Regions from separate parts of the Zea mays genome. Here region 2 is linked to region 1. Evidence: chromatin contacts called from public Hi-C data. All regions are on one chromosome and are shown on one strand. The core of a region is the stretch at or near the end of the contact, and the rest is flanking DNA. Distances in the headings are between cores, read along the strand shown.

Region 1 (4,320 bases), core at 342-2,841:
CAAGGTAAATTGTCAACGACCCGTACGTGCTAGCTGTTTGTATGAGAATTCTTATTACAGCCGGATCAATAGACTAACCAGTGCCGCCACACGCATGTCGACGCCTTGCTTCTCCATGGCCGTCTGCAGCTCGGCGACGACATCCTCACCAACCTGAATAGTTTCAGAAACGGTATTTATAAATACGTCTGTCTAGAGTCCACACAGCCACGAAATGGAACGATCAACGGATAGTCTACAACTACAACTCTACATACAGCGTCGTCGACCGAAAACGCCTTGGTCCACTTGATGAGCGTGCCTGACGCGATCGACGTCTGGCGCACGGGGAAAGAGAAGGTGAACCCGAGCTCTCTCTGCCTGCCGTCCCCTTCGCCCGCCGCGGCGACGTACTTGGCTAGCGCCGAGGCGATGAAGCCAAACAGCTCCTGAAAGGAGGATTCAGCACTCGACACCATGGATATGAGGATGAGCACAACAGATGGAAAATGCGCGCTACTCACCGACGCGTTGCCTGACATGAGGTGAGGAGGGATGGACACCTCCTTGGAGTCTCGCTTGGCCACACGCCTGTCTTTCCCGGCGAGCTGCACGCGCAGCACGCGGAAGTTCGTTCCGCCAAGGTCCAAGGCGTAGAAGACGCCCTCTTCGTTCCTGTTTTTTTTTTAATTTTTTTGCACAGTAAAAACGTGTGATCAGAGAGATTCACGACAGCAGAGCACACACGGTTGTGAGTTGTGACAGCCGGAGCAACAGATCACTCGAGGCTAGTATTCGATGGCAGCTGGCACCACACAACTGGTGGCTGTTCAACTGCTGAGCAGCAAAGAACACTGCATGGCACATCATGAATTGCGCGTGCTTATTTGCCAAAAATAAATTTCCTGTTTGCGGCTAAACCGTGCCAAAATTTCAGGTTGGATGTTTTGTCCATTATCAAGTGGGGGAATAAAACAAACGGAAACAAAAGGGACGGGCGCACTGTGCGCTGGCACTCCGAGTCCAACTGCTCCCAGGACTGGAGGGCAGGCAGCTGGACACCACGTGCCGCCGCGCGAGGTTCACGCCAACACGCGGGCGGACACGCGTTCTATCGATATGGGGGGATGATGAAATGAAACCAGCTAGAAGAGATTACCCCGTGGGGAGGTTGTCGACGAAGGAGACGATCATCTTGATCTTGCTGCCGCCCTCCTCGCGCAGTCCGGCGCGCATCTCCGCCTCCATCGCCGCCGCCACCTCGTCGAGCCGCGCCGCGCACGCCTCGCGGAGCTCCGCCACCACCCGCTCCGCCGCCTCCAGGTCCGCCGCCGCCACCATGGTCAACCCCCGGCCTCCCGTCACCGTCGTCGTCGAGGAGCTACTAGCGGGACACCCTCCACGCGCTCTGCGTCGACCGCGCACCGGCTGGCGACACGAAAGAAAGCTGCGACCTTTTGGGCGCGAGAATGCCAGATCCCCGATTCCCTCCCACGGAATCAGCCCAATCAATATGCTGTGAGATTTTGACTTCTCACAGTCACGGGCCAGCCACACCGACGCGAAGACGAGCACGAAAAGATCTGTACGCCGCTATCCGCTCGTGGAGAATCGATGGAACGCGACCTTGGGAGGATCGGTGGGTCTGTCTGGGAGCTGTATTTATAAGCCTCGGTCCCCTCCGGAGTCCGTCCTAGTTGTGGCTGACTCGGACTCGTGCATGCGGGTAAATTTGATTTTTATTATTGGATATCTAATAATGAGTGGATAATAGTTAGGGACTAAAATTAGTTGACACATTTAAACATTCTAGCTAATAGTTCACTATTAAATATTTTTAATAAATTAGTTAATAGTTAGATAGCTATTTGTTAGTTAGCTAATTTTATTAATAATTTTTTGGCATCTCAATATTACACACCCTTTATATATCTAATCTAATAATTATTAAAACTTGCTGGATAAAGATGGGTGGCGGCGGATCGCCTTGCCAAGAGCGCTGCTTCGAATTCTCCTCCGCCGCCGTTGCCCACGGGAAGCGCCGAAGCGCGTGAGCAGTTGCTTGGTTTTGACCAACGACCAGGGGTTGGCGCGGCATCAATATTTTTTTTTTTACAATTGCCGTCGAGGCGCCGACATCGATGCCATATCATTGCCAGTGTGCTCTGCTCAGTGTTCACTGGCCACTGCTAAGGCTGAGTCCAGTGCACCGCCTCCCTCTTGCCCCTGCCACGTCAGCTCTCGCCTCCACTCTCGCCCCTGCTGCTCCAGTGCACAGGCTGCAGCAGGCTACAGCCTCAGGCTATAGCCACGTCAGCTTTTCTATTTCAGAATTAAGTAATTCACGCGGATTTATTTCAACGCTCAGAAAACACACAACATAATATTTTTTATTGAATTAAAAATTACAAAGTACATAATAATTAAAATAAAATGACATGATAATTAAAATCTGGGGACCAACCCGACATTGTGTGAAGAAAGGGGAGTTTGGAAGAGAAAAATGAGATGGAATGGTGTGTGGAATGAGCTCCACCCGGGTAGGGGTATATATAGAGGGATTGGGGATGAAATTTGTGATTTTTTGCAATTTTTTTCGAATTTTTTGGACTCCAAACGGTCAAAAACGGCTAGTTGCAACAGCTAGCACACGTGGACCAATCAGATCGCGACACGTGGACCAATCAGATCGCGCCACGTCGCTCTCGCCCGCGCTCTCGCCCCGCCAGTGCCTCGCCTCCCTCTCGCCCGCCTCTCGCCCGGACGGGCGCTCCAGCGCGGGCGAGAGCGAGGCGATATCGCCCGCTCTCGCCGGGCGCCAGCGCCATCGCCCGGCGCCGGCCTCTCGCCCGCCTATCGCCCGTGCGCGGGCGGCATCGGCCTCTTCTCGCCCGCGCTGCCGCCCGCACTGGCACCAGCCTAACTCCAGTCGTGGGGCGCGGTTAGGGTGCACGAAACCAAATAATTATAGCTCGTAGGGTGCTCGAAACTAAATAATTATAGCTCGTGGGCTCACTCAGTTTTATTAACGAGCCGCTAGTTCTCACGAGCTAAACAAACTATCACATTTTTGTGGCTTAAAATAATGAACATGTGTGTAAATTTTGAATTGTAAATTGATGAGTAATATGGTTTGTGAAACTATGAGTATAATTATAATTTTTTATTGTTAAATTGGTTTGAAATCAACTATAAATTGATTATATATATTGTTTTTTATGTTGTATCTCGCGAGCTAAATAAGCCAACTCGAGCTCATAAACGAGTCGAGTCGAGCTAGCTTGATATTCAGCCCTAGACGTGGTTGTACTAAGCTCAACCAATTCTAGGAGCCTCACCTCAGCTACTTTTCCAACATCTTGTCGGGGTTGTCCCAACCGTTGTCGTGGCGTCCCTCGCCTACTGGTCGAGGGGCAATGACTGCTTTGGGAAGGACTCGATCCTAGCAGCGGCTTTTGGCAGGGTACGTCGAGCCGCGGTAGACTAGCCACCACCACACGCATCGTGACGCTAGCAGGGGGTTACCTTAGGGCTTCCTGTGAGCGGGGAGCAGTTTTTCGGGGTGCCGGCTATGAAGCACTCCTAAGCCGGGTCGCGACCTGCTCCTCCGGACGGAGAGCTATGTTCGTGTTCTGACCCTGTCAGGAGGAGGTCACGGAATGAATCCCTGATGGGGTCCACCATTCCCACAAATTCAGCACAAACAGTCTCTGTCGTGTACCCCGTCTGTTGTGTCCCTAATGGGAGTTGAGCTAGAGGCCTCCAGGGCCCATAGCGACATTGGTCAAGTCTTTCATCGAGGGGATGGGGCTTTCGGGGCTCTAATCATTGTTCCCTCGTTGTCGTGGACGAAGCCGAGGCTTCCGAAACGAATGGTCATTCCGGGCGCCCAAACTACGTCGCAGTTGATCATCCGGAGCCTGAAGAACTTGTCGGGAACGCTCAAGGGCCCTACCTAGCGCGCGTAGCTGTCAGTGTTTCTAACTAGCTCCGACAAGTAAATTTGTTAGTGCACGTTCCATGGTCCAGATGGTGTGCTCAGTGGGCGCAAGATTTATACTGGTTCGGGCAGAACATCCATACATCCCGTCTTCGGTGACTCACACGACCAACATCTTATTGCTCAAAGCTCGTAGTAGGGGTTACAAGTGGACGAGAGAGAGGGAGGAGCTCCCAAGTCTCTTATGCGTGGCTAAACCTAAGGACTACATGTTGGATGTTCTCAACTAAGCCTTGGGCATCGTGGTGGTTCACTCCTTGGCTTCGACATCCGTGGTCCTCCAGGTCTTCTGGTGTGGTCATCCGTCCGTATGTGTATGCGCATCTCATGTGCGTGTATGC
Region 2 (4,302 bases), core at 1,439-3,938, 150 kb before region 1:
GTTCTGGGACGCCATCGCCTCCACCACCTCCTTGGTGAAGGTGCCGCCCTTGCCCGAGGTGCCGATCAGCACCGTCGGCTTCAGGGACTGCACGGCCTCCAGCAGGGTCGCCACGGGCTCGTGCTCGTGCGCCCATGGCTTCTTGAACGCCTGCAGCGAGTCCTTCCGTGACGCCACGATCAGGCCCTTGGAGTCCATCAGCCAGATCTTCGGGCGGCACTCTTCGATCGGAGACCCAGTCTGCTTATATTTATTGTTATGTTAATTTGTATTTGGAACAATCAACACATCGGGAACGGTAATTCTTTTTTTTTCCCATCAAGAAGAGTAAGAAACCATAGATCGATCATTGGACAGAGTGGCAAATTAGTTGCTTACATGTTTGGACATCTCGAGAGCAATGAGCTCGGCAATGCCAGTCCCGGCCTGCAGATGAACAAACACAACGTAATCAGAGAAAAGAATGAGGCCGCGAGTGATCCGAAGCTTTGATCGGCAAAGAAAAGATAGGGTAACACTGATGCAGTATACTAGCAAGTCAAATCGACCGACCTCGCCGGCGCCGAGGAACAGGTAAGTGTGGTCCGCCAGTGTCCCGCCGACCACCTTGAGCGCCGCCAGGAGGCCAGCGAGGACCACGGATGCTGTTCCCTGCAGCAATCACACACATCCGCATCGTTTTCGTTCAGCACGGTGGAAAGAAACGGACGACGGAACGAGCACAAAACAGGCAGGCCCCTGTTCTGAACTTGGCATCCATGGTGCTACTGTTTGCCTGTGATGCGCTGTCACAAGGAAAGCCTAGCCTACCTGGATATCGTCGTTGAAGACGAGATGGCTCTCCCTGTACTTCTCGAGCAGGTCAAAGGCGTTGTGGTTGGCGAAGTCTTCGAACTGCACGGTCAGAGGTCAAAAAGAACATCCATTTCAGATCCAGGATGAGAGAAAGTTCGGCCAAAAAGGCGAAAACCAACAGCTGGTAGTATCTGTGGCTGGTCCACTGAGACTGACCTGGGTGAGGACCTTCTCGCCGTAGTTTTGCTTGACGGCGGTCATGAACTCTTCAAGAAGTTCATGGTACTCCTGTGAACCATCAAAAACACAAGCCACGTCTCAATAATCCAGACAAGAGACTGGTTACAGGTTCAACAAAATCACCAGCTGCAAGTGGGTGAACAGAACAGCCATGTAGGGGTAGAACTAAATCAATGGAGGGGATTGCAGATGAGTTGCTGACCTCGCCGGTGGCACGCCTCTGGCGGAGGCCGATGTAGAACTCGTCCTTGAGCAAGGCCTCGTTGTTGGTGCCGACATCAATTGTGATGGGCAGGCACTGCAGCAGCGTAAACATTATTACGACCAATAATACTGAAGTAGTAGTAATACTGAAGAAAAAAAATCGATTCCAAATCTTTCCTACTACGACTAGTGCTACAAGTTTATTCCGACAGAGTAGTAATACTGAAGAATGAGCATTGTGAGCAGCACTTACAGCTGACGGGCGAACACCTCCGAGGGCAGTGTAGAGGGAGAGCTTGCCAACGGGAATTCCCATCCCCTGGCAACCGAGATCACCGAGGCCGAGGATGCGCTCGCCGTCGGTGACGACGATGACCTGGATGCTCCTCTCGGGCCAGTTCTTGAGCACCTCGAGGATCTTGCCCCTGGTTGAAAAGGCAGCGCGCATGAATAAGTACAGAGCAATGGAGGAAGAACACAGAAGAAAGAGACGGAGAAGGAGAGATAGAGTAGAACAGAGAGAGTGAATTACTTGTCCCTGAGGCTGATGTACAGCCCCTGCGGGCGGCGGTAGATGCTGCCGTACTTCTGGCATGCCTCGCCGACGGTGGGCGTGTAGACGACGGGGAGCAGCTCCTCGACGTTGTCGATGAGGAGCTTGTAGAAGAGCCTCTCGTTGCGCTCCTGCAGGTCCATCATGGCGATGTAGCGGTGCAGCGGCTGCTCGTACCGGCGCAGGTTCTGCATGAGCTTCTTCTCCTGCAGCTCCTGCGACGCCAGCGCCGGCGGCAGCAGGCCCCGGAGGTAGTGCGCGTCGCGCTCCGCCTCCGAGAAGGCCAGGCCCTTGTTGTGCCGCGGGTCGCGCAGCAGGGTGTAGCCGCTGGATGGAGGAGGAGGAGGGAAAAAGAAACCGATCGTCAGATCATGACATGCAAACTTCGTCAGATACGCTTTTACGCGCGCATAATATATTATACGCTGGAAGAAATCGCTGACTGGTGTCGGTCTACTGTACAATACTACTGTATACCATAAGAATAATAATAATTGATGAAAAAAAATGTGCAAAACTGTGGCGAATGGCGACGAATCGAAGATGTTTGGACGAAGACGGCAAAAGAAAAGGCAGCTTTCGCATAACGTGGAGAGGAATGTTTGGTTAGCGTAGGCAGGCGGCGCGCGAGGGCGAGAGCCGAGAGAGAGAGAGAGGTGGAAGAAGACGAGATCGTGAGCATGGGAATGGATCCGAATCGATGGGACCTTGCGACGGAGAAGGCCCACGGCGTGATCAGCTGCTCCTCGGTAGCGCGGTCCTCGCCGTACACGTCCTCAACGCCGCCGCCCGCCATCTCGCCCGCCTGCCCTCTCAGGGTCCCTCGGCGCCGGCGAAGACAATGAACGGACAACGAACGAGCGAGCGAGCGTTTGTTTCTGTCGCCGCGGGTTCAGATCTGGTTACAGGAGGAAGACGGATGTGGAAGAAGAAGCAACGGACGGTGACGCGGATTTATAGCGCTCCAGACGCTGAGTAGTCTCCACGGGCAGGGGCAGGGGCCCTGAAAAGTAGTAGTCCTAGTCGCTCCCCCTCCCAGCCCAGGTTTGCCACGGCTGGGGCCCGCCGCGTGTGGAAGCGAGGAAAGGTCGGGGACGCGAGCGGATGGTAAACGCCGCGGCGAGGGAGGAAAGCCAAAGGGAACTTGTGGAAAGGTGGTGTGTGTCCTGCAGCTGCTGCTGCTGCTGCCTGCTGGTGGTGGCCGGTGGGGAAGGGAAGCTGCCCGCCGACGCGGCGAGGAAGGCAGACCAAGGCCCAATGCCCAATGGGTTGGTGACTTGGTGGTGGTGGAGCAGTCGTCGGCCTCGGTGCCGGTCGGCTGGTGAGCCGGGATCCTGCCTGCTGATGAGTTTGGTGTTCCAGCAGCGGGCCTGGCTTCCGCGCCTGGTATGGTACGCGAACGCCGCCGCCTTGCACCGAAATATTGCACGTACTGTAACTTACTAGCAGTGGCTGCCGCTGCCATTGGCCATCTTGCTTGCGCACGCAGCAGGCAGGGGCGAGCGCGCGCACCGGACCACTGCCGGAGTGCCGACTGTTTTGATGACTAGGTGTGCCGCGGACGCTGTATGTATTAGTATTACCGCCATAAATCCACAGGAAAACTGCGTGCCAGATCCAAACCACAGTAGCGCCTTCTTTCTGGTTGGCGGATTGGCGCACGGGCGCCCACGTACCATTGCTCGCTATCGCGCACCGTCCAACGTGCTCCGTACTTATTTTCCTAAATTTTATTTCCCATCGTAACTCTGGGTTTTACTATCTGCCTGCTAGTGAGAGTATATTGTTGCGGTTTTCATTTATAAATAGGAAGTATAAAATATAAAAATATATGTGTTCTACGTGAATCTAGATTTAAAAGCCAACAACTATAGTTTAAATCCTCATTTGTACATAATTTTAAAAATTTTACATTTAAACGTATGGAGCACGAGGATCATACAATCGTGGAAACTGATTCTTAATGTAGTAGAGTGGACACTCGGCAAAGAGTGAGCCTTTGCCAAGTGCCACTCTGTGGGCACTCGGCACAGGCTCCGTCGCCGTGACGGGGACTTTTATTTACCGATTATAGGTTGACACTCGGCAAAGTCTTTGTCGAGTGTCCGATAAAAAGTACTCGACAAATAAGTTGTTATCGATGTACAGTTCACCGAACTTTCTTTACTGATTGTTACACCCAGGAAAGCCTTCGCCGAGTGTTTTTCAAGCTTTGTCGAGTGTTTTAGACACTCGATAAAGCTGCTGATTCCGGTAGTGAGTAGAGACTACTTAAATTATATACTACTTGATCCCTTGAAGCAATGTTTTTACTTTAAACTTTTAGTACGGTTTTTAAACATAACTTTTCGGATATATATTTTCATGCAGATTTTTCTCCACGGGATCTGTTCGGGAAAAAATATCATCAATCTATTTTTTTAATATAATAGACTTCTTTAGACACGACTTGTAAAGATAAGCGTTTAGAGGTTCTTTGAGTAAAACTTCATTTAGATCAGCTAAACTTT

The links. Hi-C and Micro-C count contacts between places; a contact is called where the count stands out from the background.
Region 2: a contact with region 1 is called in a Hi-C map of ear, with 2.4 times the contacts expected there. The contact joins the promoter of LOC100284598 here to the promoter of LOC100283735 in region 1. A contact is called at or near these places in 2 of 25 Hi-C or Micro-C datasets (ear and tassel).

What each region holds. Positions count from the first base shown.
Region 1 is chr6:140,879,389-140,883,708 of Zm-B73-REFERENCE-NAM-5.0, reverse strand. LOC100283735 (hexokinase-1) reads right to left here and starts at 1,591. Exons shown (of 7, transcript NM_001369883.1): 1 at 1,139-1,591; 2 at 504-654; 3 at 258-428; 4 at 79-153. The coding sequence starts at 1,320.
Region 2 is chr6:141,030,550-141,034,851 of Zm-B73-REFERENCE-NAM-5.0, reverse strand. LOC100284598 (NADP-dependent malic enzyme) reads right to left here and starts at 2,688. Exons shown (of 9, transcript NM_001157493.1): 1 at 2,500-2,688; 2 at 1,772-2,119; 3 at 1,493-1,664; 4 at 1,238-1,333; 5 at 1,012-1,083; 6 at 811-894; 7 at 553-651; 8 at 379-426; 9 at 1-240. The coding sequence starts at 2,588.